Regions from separate parts of the Sus scrofa genome. Here region 2 is linked to region 1. The links are chromatin contacts, called in public targeted proximity ligation maps. All regions are on one chromosome and are shown on one strand. The core of a region is the stretch at or near the end of the contact, and the rest is flanking DNA. Distances in the headings are between cores, read along the strand shown.

Region 1 (7,165 bases), core at 211-2,710:
GTTCAGCATCTGGTACTTACCTTCTCTCGGAAGCATCTCTTTGCTTGGTCACAACCCACAAGAGACTTCTCGTTCCCTTTCTTCTTTCCCTGAAGATGGGGCGATGACTCTGGGGTGGAGAGTCTTAAGGTTAGAACATCGCAGTGCCTGATTCTGAGATCGCAGGAACATAAAAAAGGACGAAGGAGGAGCTGGAGCCAGACGTCTGTGGCTGGCTCCCCGCTCCTTGGAGATGGAAGACCTGGCAGGACCCCAAATAACATCTCTGCTGTCCCCAGCCCTCCACTCTGCCCAGGCCCTGGAAGACCAGAGGGCAGGTGCTGGCGGTCACTCCGAGCACTGGGGAGGCTACACGGAAGAAGCACGGTTCCCTGAGGCCAGTGGCTCTGACCTCAGACTTTGCCAGAGTGTGCGGAAGCAGGAGTGCCCTAGGGGAAGCGTTGAACATATTCTGGATCTCTCGGGAGACACTGCAACTTCCTGGCATGCTGGCAGTCCCAGGTGTGGGAGCTGCGGCCGTGACGGTGGCCATGGAGTCTTTTCCTCCATTTATTCCTTCTCTCCTTCCTTCGTCCATGTCAACATGTTGCAACCTTTGGAACCACCGCAGAATCAGGGATTTGCCCCCATTTAGAAACTGTTATGGGGAAGGTTTCCTGGCCATCATCTAAGAATTGTTTGCAGTGGTTATGTGGGTAACTCTGTATTTGCCAGGCTGTTTTCACCTCTGGAGGGAGATGCCGTCTTTAGGCCAGCAGCTTTTTGGAATGCCAGGGGACAAGAGAACCAGATAGCGAGGCACGGAACGAAGGCAGCCACCAGGGGAAACTGGCTCTTTTTCATGGGCCCCAGTTAGCCCCACCGTAAGGAGGGCAGCAGCGTAAGGTCACAGCACTACTGCTTGGAAGTGGAAGGTATTGCGATCGGGACGAATGAGAAGCTGTGTTTTCCCATTTCCTGTATCTCCTTAGTAAATGACCTTTGAGTCATCCTCCCTGGACCGTCGGCTTTCTCCCCCCAGCAAAATAACTATTAGATCAGGAGTTCCCGTTGTGGCTCAGCAGGTTAAGAACCAACCGAACACAGAGTCCGTGAGGATGGGGTCTGATCCCTGGCCTCGCTCAGGGGGTTAAGGATCCGGTGTTGCTGCAAGCTGCAGTCATGGATGCGGCTCAGATCCAGTGTGGCTGTGGCGTAGGCTGGCAGCTGCAGCTCATACTCAACCCCTGGCCCAGGAATTTCCACATGCCACAGGTACAGCCCTAAAAAAGAAAAGTTAGACCAAATCTGACCACTTTAGCTGTTCCATTTCATTTTTTTCTCTTCTCTACCCGTAATCCAATCAATTTAACCCAATTTAACTGGGTACTGAGTTTACTGAGAACATGCTGTGTACTCAGTACTGTGCTAGGTCCCCGGGGATATAAGTAAATAACAAAACTTGACCTTAAGACACTTAGAGCCTCACACAAGGGTCAGCTGGTTACAGCCTATGGGCCAAACTCCACCCTCAGCCTATTTTTATATGGCCCTTGAGCTCAGAATGGTTTTTCTGTTTGTAAAGGGTTGTTAGGGGAAAAAAAGAAGAAGAAGAATATGTAACAAAAATGGTAACGCCTAAAATATTTACTCTCTGGCTGTTTACAAAAGAAGTTTGCCAACCCTTGGTCTAGTTGATGAGAAAAAGCTGAAGAACAATGAAATGCATTTTTTAAACAAATATTTTATGAACTTGCTTACTGTTTGCAAGGCACAAAGTGATATGTGACACAGAGAGAACTTCACTGTTATATATATATGAGAAAGAAATAGAAAGAGACGCCCTCCTGAGAGTTTCTGTCGGGCTCAGCAGTAACAAATCTGACTAGTATCCATGAGGACATGGGTTTGATCCCTGGCCTCACTCAGTGGGTTAAGGATCTGGCGTTGCCATGAGCTGTGGTGTAGGTCACAGAGGCAGCTTGGATCTGGAGTTGCTATGGCTGTGGTGTAGGTTTGTGGCTGCAGCTCCAATTCAACCCCTAGCCTGGGGACTTCCATATGCTGCAGGTAAGCCCTAAAAGGACAAATTAATTAATTCATTAATTAATTAAACAAATTTTTAAAAAAAGAAAGGGAGTCAGGGCAGATGCGATAGTGCCGCACAGACCATGTGTTATCATGATGAAGTAGGAATAGATGCTTGAAAAACGATGGTTTAAGCAAGATGGAATTGTATTTCTTTCTTGTGTATAAGTGAGCAGTCCACGGCTGAAATGACAGGGCCAAAGGTCATGTAGGACCCAGATTCCTTCAAGCTTTATACGCCATCATTCCTTGGGTGTGGCTTTCTGGCTTATTGTCCCAGAAAGCTGTTGGATTTCCAGCCTTCACATCCATAATCCAAGTGGCAGAATTGAAACAAGATAGAAGGCAGGTACAAACCTCCTCACTTACTGAGACTTTCAGGAAGTCTCATGCACCATTTTGAATTACATGTGCTGGTTCTAGAACTTAGTTCATAGTTCATAGGGCCTCAGCATGTGAGCCAGGGCAGACTGGGGAAAGTGGTGCTTTAGCTGGGGCAGCAAATGCCCAGCTAAAAATCAGACTTCTTTTGAGTGAGAAAGAGAATGGATGTTAGTGAGTATCTACTACTCTCTTTTTATTATTTATTTATTCTTTTATTATTATTGTTATTATTTTTGTTTTTTTGCCTTTTCTAGGGCCGCACCAGCGGCATATGGAGGTTCCCAGGCTAGGGTCGAATCAGAGCGGTAGCCACAGGCCTACGCCAGAGCCACAGCAACTCGGGATCCGAGCTGTGTCTTCAACCTACACCACAGCTCACGGCAACACCGGATCCTTAACCCACTGAGCAAGGCCAGGGATTGAACCCACAACCTCATGGTTCCTAGTCAGATTCGTTTCCGCTGCGCCACGATGGGAACTCCTCTGCTAGTCTCTTTTTAAAATCAAGGCAAGGAGTTTGGGTCCAGGTCAAGGTCCATCGGAAAACAGGTGGCACATCACACAGGTAACTAGGAAGAATTCAAAGGTGTGGACAGACCTGAGAAAACCAAAAGGGATGGTCAGAGCAGCAGAGTCGTTATCTCCCCTAGGGCTGCAGGGACAAGAGGAGAGTGTGGTTACCAGTAGCTGGAAAGAGCTAGAGCTGTAGCCATAGGAAAGGGTTTCCTGGCCGGAACTGGGGAAGGCCTGTGGTTAAGCAAGGTAGCTACTCCTAACGAATGCAGGAAGGGCTATTTCTCCTTTCAATTCTAGTGGTTTTGTTCTTAGGTACATGTACATTGATAATTGTTACATCTTCCTGATGTATTGGTCCTTTTATCATTGTGGAATGTTCCTCTTTGTCTCTAGGGACATGTTTTTGTCTTAAAGTCTATGTCATCTGATACTAATAACCCATCCCAGCTCTATTATGTCTGCTGTTTGTTTGGTATACCTTTTCCATCCCACGGTTGTTTTTCTTTTGGGTTTTTCTTTTTGGTTTTTTGCCTTTACATCTAAATGTGTCTCTCGTAGATGGCATATGGTTGGGTTTTGCTTTTGTATACATTTAAACAGTCTCTGTGGCAGTTCCCGTCATAGCGCAGTGGTTAACGAATCCGACTAGGAACCATGAGGTTGCGGGTTCGGTCCCTGCCCTTGCTCAGTGGGTTAATGATCTGGCGTTGCCGTGAGCCGTGGTGTAGGTCGCAGATGTGGCTCGGATCCCGCGTTGCTGTGGCTCTGGTGTAGGCCGGTGGCTACGGCTCCAATTCGACCCCTAGCCTGGGAACCTCCATATGCCGTGGGAGCGGCCCAAGAAATGGCAAAAAGACAAAAAAAAAAAAAAAAAAAAAGTCTCTGTGGTTTTATTAGAGCTTAATCCATTGACATTTAGTGTAATTATTGGTATGGTTGGATTCGGGTTTGCCGTTTTTATATTTGTTTTCTGTTTGTCTCATTCCTTTTTTGTGCTTCTTTTATTGCTTTATTTTGGGTCAAACAAAAGTCTTCGGTGTAGCATCTTTATTTTTGGCTATTTTTAGCTACCTTTTTTGCATGGAATTTTTTTAATTTTTAAAATTGACGTATAGTCAATTTACAATGTTGTGTTAATTTCTCCTGTGATAGCTGGCTTTTTTGAGTTATTTTCTTAGTCGTTTGTTCTAGAGGTCGCAGTGTGTATCTTTAGCTTAACACAGTCTACTTCACATTAATAGTGACTCAATTCTGGAGTTCCTGTCGTGGCGCAGTGGTTAACGATTCCGACTAGGAACCATGAGGTTGCAGGTTCGGTCCCTGCCTTGCTCAGTAGTTAAGGATCTGGCGTTGCCGTGAGCTGTGGTGTAGGTCACAGACGTGGTTCGGATCCTGAGTTGCTGTGGCTCTGGCGTAGGCCAGCAGCTGCAGCTCTGATTGGACCCCTAGCCTGGGAACCTCCATGTGCCGCAGGAGCAGCCCTAGAAAAGGCAAAAAAAAAAAAAAAAGTGACTTAATTCTGATAAAATTAAGCTTTTGCTCCCTTTCCTCTCCATTGTTTGTGCTTGTTATTGTCTCATATATTGCAGCTATGTATGTTAAAATGTAAATACAACAATAAAGCTTTTTCTGTTCTTACTATACACAATCTTATAATTTCAAAAGGAATGAAAAGAAAAGAATTTGCTTTGTATTTTGCTCTGTGCCTTTTTTCTAGTAGGTCTTAGTAGGACTTTAATTGCTGTGTTATTCTATTTCATAGTTGTTGTGAAGGCAGAGGGAGGTGGTAGAGTTTATTTGGTCTAGCAGATGATGGGTTTCTTATTCTGATTTTTTTCTTTATTTTAAATAAGTAAATTTCATGCAGATTTCTTAATATTCTTCTTTTGGTATTTGTCCTTATCTGCCTCTCTTTCCATTTATTCATCCGTTCATTAGCTTTACGCTTACATTAAGTCCAGGAAACAGTTATTTTGCTTTACAGAGAGCTCAGTTTCTGCTAAGAGATTTTTTTAAGCTAGAGGAAATTGACAACTGCAAGCTAATTCTGCTAGTCATTTAAATAATTCTTTCCTCATAGGCCTGTAATCAAGGCCAATAAGCTGGAAATCAGGACCGCGTTTGAAAGTTTAAGAAAAAATCAGAGGCTTCTGTTTATTGTTGAAAATGCCCCTTCCAGTCTCTGATTGTGTAGGCTGTGTGATTGCTAGTGTAACCAAGGAAATTATTTGCATTGATGTATCACTGTCGTTTCCCCACTCAAAGCAAAGCTATCAAGGCCACTCAACTCCTGTGCAGGGTGGTGTGAACTCATCTCTTTGCCACAGAAACAATGTCTTGTAGAAGATTTGGCAGCAACAAGCAAGATGGCTCCTAGATAATTCTGTCAAACCAAAACTGTGCGGTTTCCCAAACCTACTTACTTTTTTGGATACAGATCATATTTTTAAATAAATAAATAGATTTGAAGAGTAAATCAGAGTCAACAAAATGATTGCAATTAGGACCACAAGGATAAGTATTAGAATTCATTTCAAACGAAACCTACAAAAACTGGACTATTGTTTTAGAATGAATATGTTTACCTCAGATCAGGCATACATAAAGCTTTGTGACTTCCTTTCATCATTTTTATGATAGTAATAACGACCAGAGCAGCAGGAACTAAAATTGGTTATGAACAAAAAGTGAAACCGGTCAGTTCTCTGTATGATTCCAAATGACTTTGAAATATGGAAAAAGATAAAAGAAAATCTATTTTCTAATGCAGAATGCCTTTTTGCTTTGATTGTGAGAACTCCTGGGTCTTTTAGATACTTTAAACATTTTGGTTAATTTTTATCCTGGACTTCCTTGAACGTGGTTAGCTCTGCTAGGCCAAGTGGTTTTCATCTTTTGATTACACACACAAACACGCCCTCTTCACCGTTTACGACTCAAATGGCTCCAGTCCTGCAGCAACCACTGTCACTGTTTTGATTCAACTTGAAACTTCTGCTTCGTGTTGAGAGTCTACTTCCAGAAAGTCTTTTTTTGTAACTTCTGACCCTGGGCTAAGAATTCATTTCATTCATCTTCATTGGAATATTCTTTTCATTCTGATACCTTGTGTCTCACCTTTTCAAAGACCTTAGAGGACTTCTTGTAAGGAAAGAGATTATAAATCAGATACGCTGTGCCATGCGGCAGGTTTTTTTTCCCTGCATACGCTTTTACATATATTATTCTTTTCAATCATAATTATTAGATTGGAGTAGTTGCTACAATGAGTTTATCTAATTAAAGAAGGGTCATGAAAATTCAGTGATTTTGACTTAACAAACAAATGCAGCTGCTTTGAAATGAACAAATTGTAACCTAAGAAGACACCTAATTCATTGAAAGAAAGGAAGTTGTCTACGAAGAGTCATTGTTATAGTACCAGTCTCATTCAGTAGCACCTTTTCCTAGAATTAACGTTAAGATATTATTGAAATATGGGCATTATTTTGGTGCAAAGCTTTTGCTGTTGTTGAAGGTGATAGTTACGGTAGTAGCAGTTAATGGATATTAAGTATCTGTTATGCCACAGACACTGTTCTCCATACTTTGCATATCCTTCTGAGGGTAATTACTAGTAGTGCTTCATTTTGCAAATATTGCATGTATTCACTGTGACGGAGTTAGGATTTCCATCCAGGAACTGACTCCAGAGCCCGTGTGCTAAACTGCATTACTACTCTAGTGCTTCGGGTCATTGGTTGACTGTATCCCCAAGTACGAGATGATTGTTGAAAGCCTTTGAAGTTTCACGGAGAACCTGTAAGCCCCAGGGTACCTGTAGAGGGTCAGTGTCCATCTGTGCACTTTTAGATACGCATATGCCATCTCATCTCTCAGGAACACGAGTGAACATCTCACCAAAGAAATTACCGATCTGAAGGCAGTGGGGTGTGAAGGTGGTGTCACTTCTCAGTGGGGCTGACAGTTTGCCCAGCTATGATCCCCTGTCCAGTGGCACAAATATGTTGGCTCAGGTGGGGCTTCACTTTGTGGCCATAGAAAAGGGAAAAATAAGTGGCTTAATTAAAGAATGAACAGCTGCGACCGCCATCATGGAGAACAGTATGGAGTTTCCTTAAAAAACGAAAACTGGAGTTACTATATATTCTTGCAATCCCACTCCTGGGCATATATCTGGAAAAGACGAAAACTCTCA
Region 2 (6,452 bases), core at 2,759-5,258, 390 kb before region 1:
ACTGCCAAACCAGTGGAATTTTCACTGTGCTACGTTTCTCTCAGCTGAGAATGAAGATGCATTAAATTCAAACACACACGGGCACACTGCTCATAGCACAGAGTCGAAGCAGCGTCTGCCTGGGAACTATCGAATGGGAGCAGCCGAGTTTTAGACAGAGGTGCATGTGCACAGGGGTGTTTGAGTGTTTGTGGGTTATGGGGGCAGGTAGGGACATGGGCTGAACACACTCTAGGGTTTGTCTCTGACCTGAGCAGTAATAACACTGCTTAGGCTGCCTGTTGGGCAGTGCTACAATTCATGGATTTCGCTTTTCTAGAGAGAGTCTTCATAAAGGCTGAGTTGCTGAAAATCCATGGGATGTGGCAGCTTGTGTAAAGTCTGCTCTAGGACACAGAATCAGGGTCCTGGAGTCCGAATCCTCGTTTCTACACTGACCTTGATTTGGCTAATTACTTATCCTCTCTGTGGCCTCCCCTCCAATGTGGGAGAGTAATGCCTGCCGTATCTATGTCACAAGGTCCTTCTGAGGATCAAATATGTGTAGGAAAGGGCTCTGTGAGCAGTAAAGGACATAGAAGTGCAGATGTCACTACGTGCAATATTACCCTACCGGATAGATCATGCAGCATTCATACTTAGGCATGCCAGCTCTCAGGAAAAATGGGAGTGGGCGAGGTGGTCTTTGCCCACCTTCACCTACCCCCGCCCATTCCTGATGCCCCAGGTCCGCTAGCTCCTCAACCGGAAGAACGGCCTGGCAGGTGACAGCGGAAGCATTGCTGGGCCCCACCCAGAGGCCAGCCCGAGTCAGGCTGCCTGCCCAGCCCGACAGCTCTGGCCTCACCTGTGAAAAGTTAGCTCCTCAACTGCGGTTGTTGCAACCTTTCTCTCCTCCCCAAGCTGAGAGGTAACAGGCTATTAGACTAGGACAGAGGAGCAGTCATCTCTGAGAAGCAGGGGGCAGGAGGGAAAAAAAGAGAAGTCACATGAGAACAGGCTTTGACCCACACAAGGAAAAGACAGGCACATGCGTGACGTGGCAGGTTATATGCATGTCACCAAATTAAGATGCGTGCCGGGCAGAGAATGCTCACCATAAGCCTTGGCCCTTATCTGTGACACCCTGAGAAAATGAAACCACAGGGGTTTTGGCTTAGAATTCTTTCCGACAGCTTCTGGTCCATTAAAAATACATTAAATGTCAGGGAGAATTTGCCATAGCATGTTGTTTTGCCAAGAGGAAATTTGTGAAATCAGGACATACATTTTAACATTCTCCACCAAATTGTTTCTGTAACTTGTTTTCCATTTATTGCTGTGTAGAACACGATACACTTGGGGAGAAATCACTTTTATAAACACAGACACACACACACACACACATTCACACTTACTGTTCTTTTTCCTTTTTAGTTTTGGATCTTGATGAGAAAGTTTTATCTGGAAAAGTCAACGTGGTCCTTTCCCTATTTTCTTCTTAGTATAATCACAGAACTATGGTCACAGGTTCAAGAAGAAGCCATTGTCTTAGAGTGGCCACTTTTTATTTTGATTTTTTGGACCAGCGGGTGCTAGGATGAGGATATTATCCTCATTTTAATTTAAAGGGAGAAGTGAGGAGTTCCTGGCCGTGGCACAGTGGAAACAAATCCGACTAGGAACCATGAGGTGGCGGGTTCGATCCCTGGCCTCGCTCAGTGGGTTAAGGATCCGGCATTGCCGTGAGCTGTGGTGTAGGTCGCAGATGCGGCTCGGATCCTGGTTGCTATCGCTGTGGTGTAGGCTGGTGGCTACAGCTCCGATTCGACCCCTAGCCTGGGAAGCTCCATGTGCCACAGGTGCGTCCCTAAAAAGACAAAAGACCAAAAAAAAAAAAAAAAAAAAAAAAAAAAGAAGTGAGAGAAGGAAATTGGTGTCCTGAGAAGTACCACACCATCCTTGGGGTCATATTTGATTTTATTTCATTCTTAGAACAATTCTGTAGGGGAGTGTTTCTATATGTATAGGCAAGGCTCAGAAAAAATGAGATAATTCTGCTAAGACCACAGTGCTAACAAGGAACAGAAATGGGGTTCTATCTTGGAAGATGCTTTCCCTACTAGTCAGAGGAGAAAGAGAAGAAAATGGAAAGAAACTATCTGGATTTTGTAAAAGTTTGTTATATGCCGGGGGTGAGGGAAGGGGAGTGGGTGGGAGAGGAGATGAAGCAAGATTAGCTACGAGTTGACGATTGTTGCAGCTGGGTGATGGGTTTCCTTATAAATTGTGCCTGCTTCTGGGTGTTTGGAAATTTCCAAAGTGAAAGATCAAACAAAACAAAAAGAGCTGCTTCAAGGACCTTGACAACATAGAAAATACTGCATATAAATAATCTTTTGTGGCTTAACAGAAAAGATGATAAAGTTTTACAAAAAGAAGAAAGAACTGATCTTCAGTTCCTTGAGATGTTTATCCAAATGTACCTGGGCAGTGATTATACATGACCTGCAGCTTAACCTCTGCCTCTCAGAATGGCAGTCATCAGAGTGACTTAATGGCAGGATACTTAGAGTATATGCTGGATAATGGGCTGCTTCAGAGAGGCTAGACACGACTTGGCGTATTTCTGCTAACTAGATTGGAGACTTAGATTTCAGGACATCAGAAGTGCTACTCAGAGATGGGAGAAAGAATATTTTGCTGCAGAAGAAGGATGGCTTTGCTAAACTTGCAAGGTTACCTTTCATTGAGACAGTGATAAAAGCTTTTATAGAAAGAACGACAAATGTGTAAAGTTACCTCCATTGCTGTGGGCTATTGTCAGGGCTTCCAAAGAAGTTGCTGGAGTTACTTCTAGCTGGCAGATCATTACTTTGGCTCTGCTGATGGTACTGGCTGCTTCCCTCAGGTCTTCAGTATTCAAAAGTAAATTTGCTCCAGCCACTATAACGATGATATTCTGGCCTATAAAGAATTTCCACATATTTATACCAAAAAATCAAGCAAAACCAAACAACAGTATCTTGCAATGTTACCACCACCCTTAGAAAGTCATTCTACAAAATGTGCTGTATTAATTTTAACATATCTGACATTCAGGTTAAATATCATATTCCTAATGTGTCTTCTTTTACATCTCTGTAGGGTTCTTATTATTCTGGTCATTCTGAGCAAAATGTAAAAAAAAAAAATGATTTCCCTTATCAATATTCTTAAATACAAAGAATATTAGCTAATAAATTATATATTACACATGTCAGTTTTCTTTTATGGGACGTGGTTGGTATGACGTATGTGGCAAAGATTCTGAAACCTAAATGACAGATGTTATAATGATGAGTATCAGTAGGCATAAGCTTGCTTACTGATAAAAACTAATGCCCTGTAGTAGGCAGTCCATGTGTGCACCCTGGGTCTTCTGAAGAGTGATTCTGTCAATGGAAACACATTTTAGAATCTCTAACAGATGAAAAGCTGTACTAGATAATGTAAGGTAGGCAAGAGAGTGATCTTTGGCCTATGCTGTACCAGATCCGACAGAAGCAGGACTATGGGCTCTTGTACACTCACCGCTCTGAGGGTGCCCCCTCTCTACAGTCGCCCCTAGTGGGGGAGGGGTGGTGGTGCCTTTTCTGTCGGTGAACTGTCCATGTGGTCGTCATGAAGCAAGCCACACGTGGCCACCGAGCCCTGGAGCGGTTCATCCACAGGGAGATGTGCCACAGTGGTACCATACATGGCAGATGTCAAAGACTGAGTAGAACACTTAGATTACATGTTGAAAGGCAAATATTTTGGATACATGGAGTGAACATATGAAGATGAATTTCGCCTATTTCTATTGGCTTTTAAGAACGTGGCTAATGGAAAATGGAAAATTATGGACACGGCTTGCATTATTTTCTACTGGACAGCCTGACCTAGAAGGATGCGTAGCAGGAGTCTTTTCTGTGCTTTAGGCTGCTCGTGCTGATCCTGTGTAGATGTGACCTAAAATTACCTCTGAATGCAGAACACATGCTGGCCTATCATCTTACCACAGATGTGTCTGTTGGCCAAGGGGGACTTAACAAAGTGGGGATGGGTCAGCGTGAACCCAGTCTCGGTACCGGAAAAGCTCAAAGTACCCACACCCTGAAAGACAGCACCTCTCCTTCCCTTTCTCCTTCAGTGACCTCATTCTCTCTGCTCGAGTCAACTGCTGTTTTGTGTGGCTGACTCCTGAATAGACATTTCTGGCCTGGCCTTGGCTGATGAGTGACAAAGGCCAAGACTGAAGCTGTCAGGTGGACACTGCCATATGACTGGCTCACTCATGCCTCGAATTTAACTTGTCAAAATTGCTACTCATTTCCTCATTTAAAGAAGCTGATTGTTGCCTCTCTGGGTATTTGTGATAACTCTTCTACTACAGTCTATACTCTTTTTTTTTTTTTTTTTTGGCCATTTCTAGGGCGTCTCCCACGGCATATGGAGGTTCCCAGGCTAGGGGTTGAATTGGAACTGTAGACACCGGCCTATGCCACAGCCACAGCCATGTGGGATCTGAGCTGCAACTGTGACCTACACCACAGCTCACGGCAACGCCGGATCCTTAACCCACTGAGCGAGGCCAGAGATCGAACCCGCAACCTCATGGTTCCTAGTCAGATTCATTAGTCACTGAGCCACGATGGGAACTCCCCTGCTTGGTCCTTTTGAATATTAATTCTAATTAAAAAAAAAATCTTATGAAGTGTTTTTAGAGTTAATAGAGTTGACAGAAATTAGGAAAACTTTACCTGAGGGTAAAGGAAAGTTACTGTTTTTAAAGACATGTTTCAACTATTGCAAGGCCTTGTGACAGACAGAGCTGTATATATAGACTTTTGAGATTTGATTGGTGTTTAAAGAGCAGACAAAATTGAACACTAATGAGAAGTTAGAAGTAATTGGCTGCTGCCATTTGCTCAGTAAATATTCTATAAATATGATTCATCAACTTTTTTTTTGCACCTATCTATTTACATTTATTTACCTAGTGTATCTGAAATGACAGATGATTACTTAGCTGCTTTTAGAGACAAAATATCAATTCTAGGTTCACATGAAGGGTAATGGGAAGCTACAGGATATAAATATTATTTCGAGAAAACTATTGGATGAAAAATTTCATATGTGAATGATCAACTTGGGAAGCATAAAGGGAAACATATATATTTAGACTGGAAAGAACACACATTGGGCCTTGGAGTGGTGGGTATGGTAGGAGATCCATGGGGATCGGGTGAAAATGGATGCTTCTGCTCCAGTTCTGGAAATGACACTCCGACATGTGAAACACATACCTTCATTATTGACAATTATCGAAGCAGTTCCTGTCGCAGCATCTTCCGTCTGATATGTAAATTCTAAAAGAAGAAAAAAATTACAATCACGTATGTACAGCCTGGCAAGGATAGTCTCTGTTAACAATTTCACTGCACCAGTAATCGTTGGAAAAACTTTTTAACCTTTAACCATCTGGGATGATAAAAAAGAAAGAAGTAATTGGTGCTAATTTATACCCATCACCTATACAATGAGGAAAATACAAGTCTTCACACTTAGTTGCGCCTTTTCTCTACGTGAGTAGCAACCCAGCAAACCGCCCCCGCTCTTAAGTCCTTCCTTCAAGTTCTTCCCAGTTGTATACATATGCATTTCTCTAGACCACTGTATTTCTTTTCTTCGGTGAAAGAAATGACAGACTTGAGATGAAAGATTAAAAGTCAAACTTGTAAAATGAACTTGTTTGATTTTCATTTTCATAAGCTTTGCATCTTTTTTTTTTTTTTTTTTTTTTTGTCTTTTTGCCTTTTCTAGGGCCGCACCCACGGCATATGGAGGTTCCAGGCTAGGGGTCGAATCGGAGCTGTAGCCACCAGCCTACGCCAGAGCCACAGCAACGCGGGATCTGAGCCGCGTCTGCAACCTACACCACAGCTCACGGCAACGCTTGGATCCTCAACCCACTGAGCAAGGCTGGGGATCGAACCCGCAACCTCATGGTTCCCAGTCGGATTTGTTAGCCACTGAGCCACGACGGGAACTCCGTCATAAGCTTTGCATCTTATCAAGAATTATGGTCTGGTGTGTAAATGGAGAGGTCGATCAGCCTTTGGCAGCAGCAAAGAGCCTTGAATGGGAGCCAGAGACCTGCATTCTAGCTAGCAATGTGCTCTTAGACAAATTCAGACCCAGTCTGGCCTTCAGTTTTCTCTTTTGTGAAATGATGGTATCAGCCTCAATGGCTTTGAAGATCATTTCTGGCTATGACATTCAGTGACTTTTCTTCAAATATCTTTTGTGAAGGCAACACCTGATTTCTTTGGTTCCCTGCTTTTGAAACATTTCTACGAGATGAAGGTTTGTTAACCTCCTATCATTTTATTCCCATCTGGAGAAGTGTATGGGAGAGAATTAACAAAGGACATTTAAGCAAGATGAGA

The links.
Region 2: a contact with region 1 is called in a targeted proximity ligation map of skeletal muscle. A contact is called at or near these places in 1 of 47 Hi-C or Micro-C datasets (epiblast stem cells) and 1 of 2 datasets of targeted methods (skeletal muscle).

What each region holds. Positions count from the first base shown.
Region 1 is chr3:110,981,151-110,988,315 of Sscrofa11.1, reverse strand. The region is part of intron 10 of BABAM2 (BRCA1-A complex subunit BRE); the gene reads left to right. Among named protein-coding and RNA genes, the nearest start is that of FOSL2, 140 kb to the right of the region's middle.
Region 2 is chr3:111,371,322-111,377,773 of Sscrofa11.1, reverse strand. RBKS (ribokinase) reads right to left here. Exons shown (of 8, transcript NM_001315776.1): 4 at 5,310-5,372; 5 at 2,782-2,946. Among named protein-coding and RNA genes, the nearest start is that of TRNAE-UUC, 40 kb to the left of the region's middle.